Linked DNA regions of Mus musculus: region 1 is linked to region 2. Evidence: chromatin contacts called from public HiChIP or PLAC-seq data. All regions are on one chromosome and are shown on one strand. Each heading gives the region's core, a stretch centred on a gene start, on an enhancer-like site or on the middle of the called end of the contact. The rest is flanking DNA. Distances are from core to core; before and after follow the strand shown.

Region 1 (2,700 bases), core at 54-2,553, 130 kb before region 2:
CATCCCCCGTGAGAGCTTAGACTCACTAGTCTGAGGGGGAGCTTGTTCCTGTCAGCCCCTCCCCACTCCTTAGAACATTGTACAATATTATCATCATGTTTTATGCCACTATGTCATTTCTCTGACTTCAAGAAGATTATAAGATATTTATTTAAATAACACAGATAAGTTAATGACTGTTTGATAAGTCCAGGTTTGATTTTTAATCAACAAAACTGATAGAATGAATAAAAACATTTATGTTTCATATAAACATAATATAAAAATATGTTTATATTAATAGGGACTTATTAGAGTGGCTTCCAGTTTGTGGTGGTATTAAAGAGTTGTTGAGGGGACTTAGTGTGCCTAATTTCTGTATTATATTGTGGAAAATCAGTAAATCCAGCTCGACAATGGTTGTCTCTTGATGGCAATGCCAAGAACCCTGTAGTTGTTTAGGTCATGAGGCTGGATGTCTCTGCTCTGTTTGAATATAGAAGTAGGGTCTAATACCTGTGAAGGACCCCTCAGCAGCAGGGCGGATGACCCTTTCCATGGAAAGCCAGGGCACACCGGCAGGAAGCAGAAGCTCCCTCCTCCACGGTCTTTTATATGGGCTGGCGCCAGCAGATGTGGCCGGACTTCAGGTGGGTCTTGTCACCTCAGGTGACCCAAAAAGGAGTCCTCACAGGTGTGCCCAGATGTTTGGAATTTAGTTGACCACAGATGTAACATCTCAGATCAGCAATGACAGTTGTCTCAGTCTGGAGTGCCTGGATGTTGTTGAAACCTAATTTACAACTTCTGTCTCTGACTTCATTCTGGTAAACCCCTGAAATGTGGTGGGCCTTTTGTAGGGAGTGGCTTTTTGAGAGTAACCAGAAAAGCCACAGGCATCCATTTGAGGGACTGATTCCGTTTTGTTCTGTTTTGTTTAGCTTCTCACATGAGTGGTGTTCATATGGTTAAGCTTACTCTGATGTCTCAAATGCTACCTTAGTTTTCATGCTGTGAGGTGACAATAAAATACACTTACAGTGTATAAGATGATGCTCAGGAGCCTTACTGGGATTTAGAAAAACATTAAATGAACGGGATTCATAAATGAAGAATGGCACATATATACTGCTAGACTCTATACTGTATACACTATACACAGGTTTCAAAAAAAGAAAACTGTAGCTTTGCCACACTTGTTAAGCTCAAGGACAATATTTGACTGCAGAAAGAGATTCTGGGGATCTAATGTAGTATGACAGAGTGCTAAAGGACTGCCTCTCAGAGAACATGGCCACTAAGCACTGATGCTATCCTCTAGACTAAGTCAAACAAGCCCATGTCTCAGATGATGAAACTGGAGCTTAGCCAGACAACTTACCCAGAGTACCACACTTGGGAGGAAGATGAGCCTTGCTCATTACACACACTGTTTTCATCACCTTCACCTGCTGTGTGACAGGGCTCACTAAGTATATCATAAGTTGCCTGTTGTATGTTGACCGGATAGGTTCTTCATTGGGAAGCTGCCTTCCAGTGGCTGTAAGTACCTGCTTACCATGAACATTAGTGAGGGAGTCACTCAAATGTAATCTGTGGCTAGTGTGACCTGTGGGTTGACCTTGTGGTTCTGTGATGGGGATCACATAGAAGTTGTACTTGTGGTAGGAAGTGTAGAGGTAAACACAGATGGCTTGGGTCTCCTCATGGGCTACTGGGACCTAGTGCTGCCTTTGTAGTCATAAACCAAGATAATACAGTGAGCTTTTTTTTTTAACCAGGGGATTTGGGCAGCACAATGACACTTAATCCTTTAGAGGTGACATTTAATCTTTTAGAAGTACAGTTAGGAAAACAGAAGTGGTTTATATCTTTCCATGATATACTCAAAGTGCAGTCCAAACTGTCACTATCCCAGTGACTTTGGCCTCATCCTGAGAAGCCATAAGAGGCCAAACATTGGGAATCTTTCCCAATGTGTTTTCATAATTTCCTTGTTTTCTTACAGCGCTTAAGAGACAGAAATCCCATTCAATAATGCTTAGAGATTTAAGAAACATTTTTGTATTTCTGATTGGAGATTACCAACCATTCACCTTCCTAAAATGATTTGAAAAGTACTCAGCAATTATGAAGGATCATGTTTATAAAATGTGTTCTTTTTTTTTAAACACATAAGCTTTGACAATACTGATTACTGAACAATGTAGAATAAAAAAATATTTTTTGAAAAACATTATCTTCATGGAAGACCTTAAGTTTGGAAATCATTTTGGAAATTTTTCTCTCTTATCTTTGACGTGTATTAGAGTACTTAAAAATACATGCAAAACTCAAAACCTGAGAAAGCAATCCTAGGCATTTTTCTCTTCCTTCTGTTTTTAAAGCCTTAATTTATTAATCTGTGATTTAGTCTGTGCAGCTCCTATCTCCCCCGCCCCCTTTACTTTTGGTAATTCATTTAAAATAACTGACCCTTTCCTAAGGGTTTAAAGTCTGTTAAATTTTTTTGATTTTTTTCTTTTTTAACAAAGATCAAGCATAGTTCCCCCTTCTTGAGTGTGACCCGGACTTAGAAACTCCCTTCTTCTGAATGAAGTGCTAACATAATTCCCTGTGATTTCAAAGGTCAGTTCATCAGAGTGCTAGCTTTCCATCTGCCCTGTTCTGACATTTTGATTTGCAGGAGAAGCTACCCACCCACCTAACCTGATGGAGAGA
Region 2 (2,700 bases), core at 61-2,560:
ACCAACTTGCCTCTGGCTTCTCAGTGCTGGGATTGAAGGCATGCACTGTGCCCATTTTCCGTTTGAAATAGTATCATTGCACGGGACATTCACTGTTTGGCTAGACTAACTGCTCAGCAAGCTCTAAGAACTCACCTGTCATCACCTGTAAGCACTAGGGGTATGGCTACCTGTGGCCATGCCTAGTTTTTTACCTGGGTGTTGGGGACCTGAGCTCAGTTACTAACTAAGCCATCTCCCTAGCCCCTTTACCAACAGTTTTTTTTTAATTACTTTTTTTTTACAGTCTAGTCATTGCCCTCCTCCCCATCCTCCCTTCCACAGTTCCTCATCCCATTCTTCCTCTCTCTGTCTCCAAGAGAATGCCCCCCTCTCCCCGCCAGGCCTCCCCACTCCCTGGGGCCTCAAGTCTCTCAAGGGTTAGGTGCATCTTCTCCCACTGAGCCCAGACCAGGCAGTCTTCTGCTCTATATGTGTCAGGGAGGGGGCTTAGACCAGCTCTTGTATGCTTCCTGGTTCTTTACCAACACTTTTAAAATAAAATATAGACTTGCATCTGCTCTGGAGTAAAGTTGAGGCCCAGTAAGAACCTGCTCTCTCTTGCTCTTTTTTTTCTGGGATGTGCCAGCATCCCAGCACAGCCCCCTTAGTCCTATACCCCATCCCTGCAAGGTATGCTTGGTTTCTCCTAGACTTTGCTGGGATTAACTTGAACCTGATCTCCCAAAGCGATAAGGAGGGATAATGGGGAGATATCATATTTTTCATATATTATTAAGTTAGAGATGGTCTTTTCCACTTATATGGACTGCCTATGAGATTTTCTGTCCACTGAAACCAAAGGAAAGTCACACGTTAGTCTTTCCTAGCCAGGGAAAATGGCCTTTTGATCCCAGGAAGGATTTCTTAGTCTCCTGTGAAGTGTCTGTCACCACACTTTTAAGGGTTCCTAGACTAGCTATCCTATGCCCACAGGGCCCTTGAGCCTGAGCCCACCATGCTGACAATGAATGGCTGTGCTGTTTCCTAAGTCAGGCTTCAAAGCAATCTGGGTAGAGGGGTTTGGGGGAAGGGCTAGGACACCAGACCTAGAGCGAAGTCTCTGGAGGTTCAGACCCTGACTTCCTGTAATAAGTTGATTCATCCGCCACAGGCGTGCTCTCGTAAGAGTTAGTGAGCTCTGTGGATTTAAGAGTAAAAATGAAACTCTTCAAGTTCCTCTTCTTTGGTCCTCAGGTCCTGGTGGTAAACCCCCTCCCCACTCTGAGTCAGTTTCAGAGTCGTGGTATCAAGGCAGAAGTACTGGTGTCTGGGCAGCTCATCATCTCCGGGGCAGGCAGGATGCCCCTGCTCACACACCTCCAGCAGGGCAGAGTTCCACTGATGCCATAGAGTTGGGCTCAGAGCCAAGATGAGGCCATTCTTGCCCCTGCCAAACAATAAGTTCAACTGTTCACTTGAGTGGATTGGTCCACTAACTAACCCAGTATGGCCATCCAGGAGATGGAAACCCTGAGCGGGTAAACTGTAGGGACTTCCGAGTCTCCGGGTGTTAGAGGATGCAAGCTGAGTCTGTAAGGGTTCCTACTTCTTATACCAGAAAGCCTCCCAGGGGCTTTCTGAGTAGATGGTTACAATTGTTCTTTGTAAGGTGACATTCACACTTTTTTTTTTTAACTTACTGGAAACAGCGTGTGCATGTGAATGAAAAGAGACAAGCTGAGGCGGAAGTGGCTGGCGCCTGAGCTCTGGCCTCTCCAGATTCTCCTGGGCCCACAGTGTCAGGTCGCTCACAGCCCTTTCCAGCCTCTACCTTACCATGGAGTGTCTGTTGGCCTTACCTCTTCCCTACCCTCTTAGTGTTCTATCAGTGCTTCCGCATCTCAGTTAGCAAGCTCCTAATGGATGTCAAGTATGCCTGCCCATCAGCAAGCGCTGGCCTGAACGAGCACAGGGTGAAACCTCAATCGAAATCTTCAAGTAGGCGGGGCCACTGAACCCTGCCCCTCCCTCTTACCCTAACTGTATAGAAGAATCCTGGAGAAGCAGATTCTTCCTGATGGCCCAACAGAACGTTCCAGAATCTCTAGTCCAGTTGGCATTGGTTGGCCTTGGTATAAATAAACTGTAAGCCTAACAGTGAGGAGGCTGAGGCAGGAGGATTTCCTAGACTTCCATAGTAAGTGTGAGGCTGGCCTGGGTTAGAGTATAAGTCCCCATCTCAACAAAACCAAACATAAATGGAAAAAACGTAATTCTATTTGTCGCACCCTGTTAGGAAGGAAGGACCATTGAGAAGGAGCATCCTTAGCAGTCACAGAAAAGGGGCCCAGATGTGGGGACCACCTACACAGAATAGTGGGCTGAGGGGGAGTAGAGTCTGGCTCTGACACTTCTTGGGGACCTAGCCAGATGCATGACCTTGAACAAGCCTTCCCATCTCCCACATTTACTTTCTTCAACCGGACACAGGGATGGCAAGCTCTGTCCATGTCTTGGTATCACAGAGAGCACCTGTGTGTGCCTGTGTGCTTAATGCCAGTTTACGCTGCAGGTCCTCCAACACCGAAGAGCCCACCTTCCACCCAGCCCGGTAGAAGGAGAGGGAGAAGGGGCTCTCAGTTTTTGCCTGGCTGCTCACTTGAAATTAATCAATGCAACAACGTTGGGAGCTGGGACTCCTCCCTCTGAATAGCCCCT

What was found. HiChIP or PLAC-seq counts read pairs in DNA pulled down with a chosen protein or histone mark.
Region 1: a BATF HiChIP or PLAC-seq map of CD8 T cells shows a contact between it and region 2, with 8 read pairs. The contact joins two enhancer-like sites. A contact is called at or near these places in 1 of 115 datasets of contacts at active chromatin or transcription factors (CD8 T cells) and 1 of 9 other capture datasets (liver).

Annotation. Positions count from the first base shown.
Region 1 is chr15:64,204,699-64,207,398 of GRCm38.p6, reverse strand. All of the region lies in intron 4 of Asap1 (ArfGAP with SH3 domain, ankyrin repeat and PH domain1), which reads left to right. Among named protein-coding and RNA genes, the nearest start is that of Gm20717, 110 kb to the right of the region's middle. Within about 2 kb of position 1,303, at least 34 of the 459 cell types and tissues checked have an H3K27ac peak or open chromatin away from gene starts, as enhancers often do. A contact at or near this core is called in CD8 T cells, where this site is marked.
Region 2 is chr15:64,074,406-64,077,105 of GRCm38.p6, reverse strand. No RefSeq gene overlaps it. Among named protein-coding and RNA genes, the nearest start is that of Cyrib, 15 kb to the right of the region's middle. Within about 2 kb of position 1,310, at least 112 of the 459 cell types and tissues checked have an H3K27ac peak or open chromatin away from gene starts, as enhancers often do. A contact at or near this core is called in CD8 T cells, where this site is marked.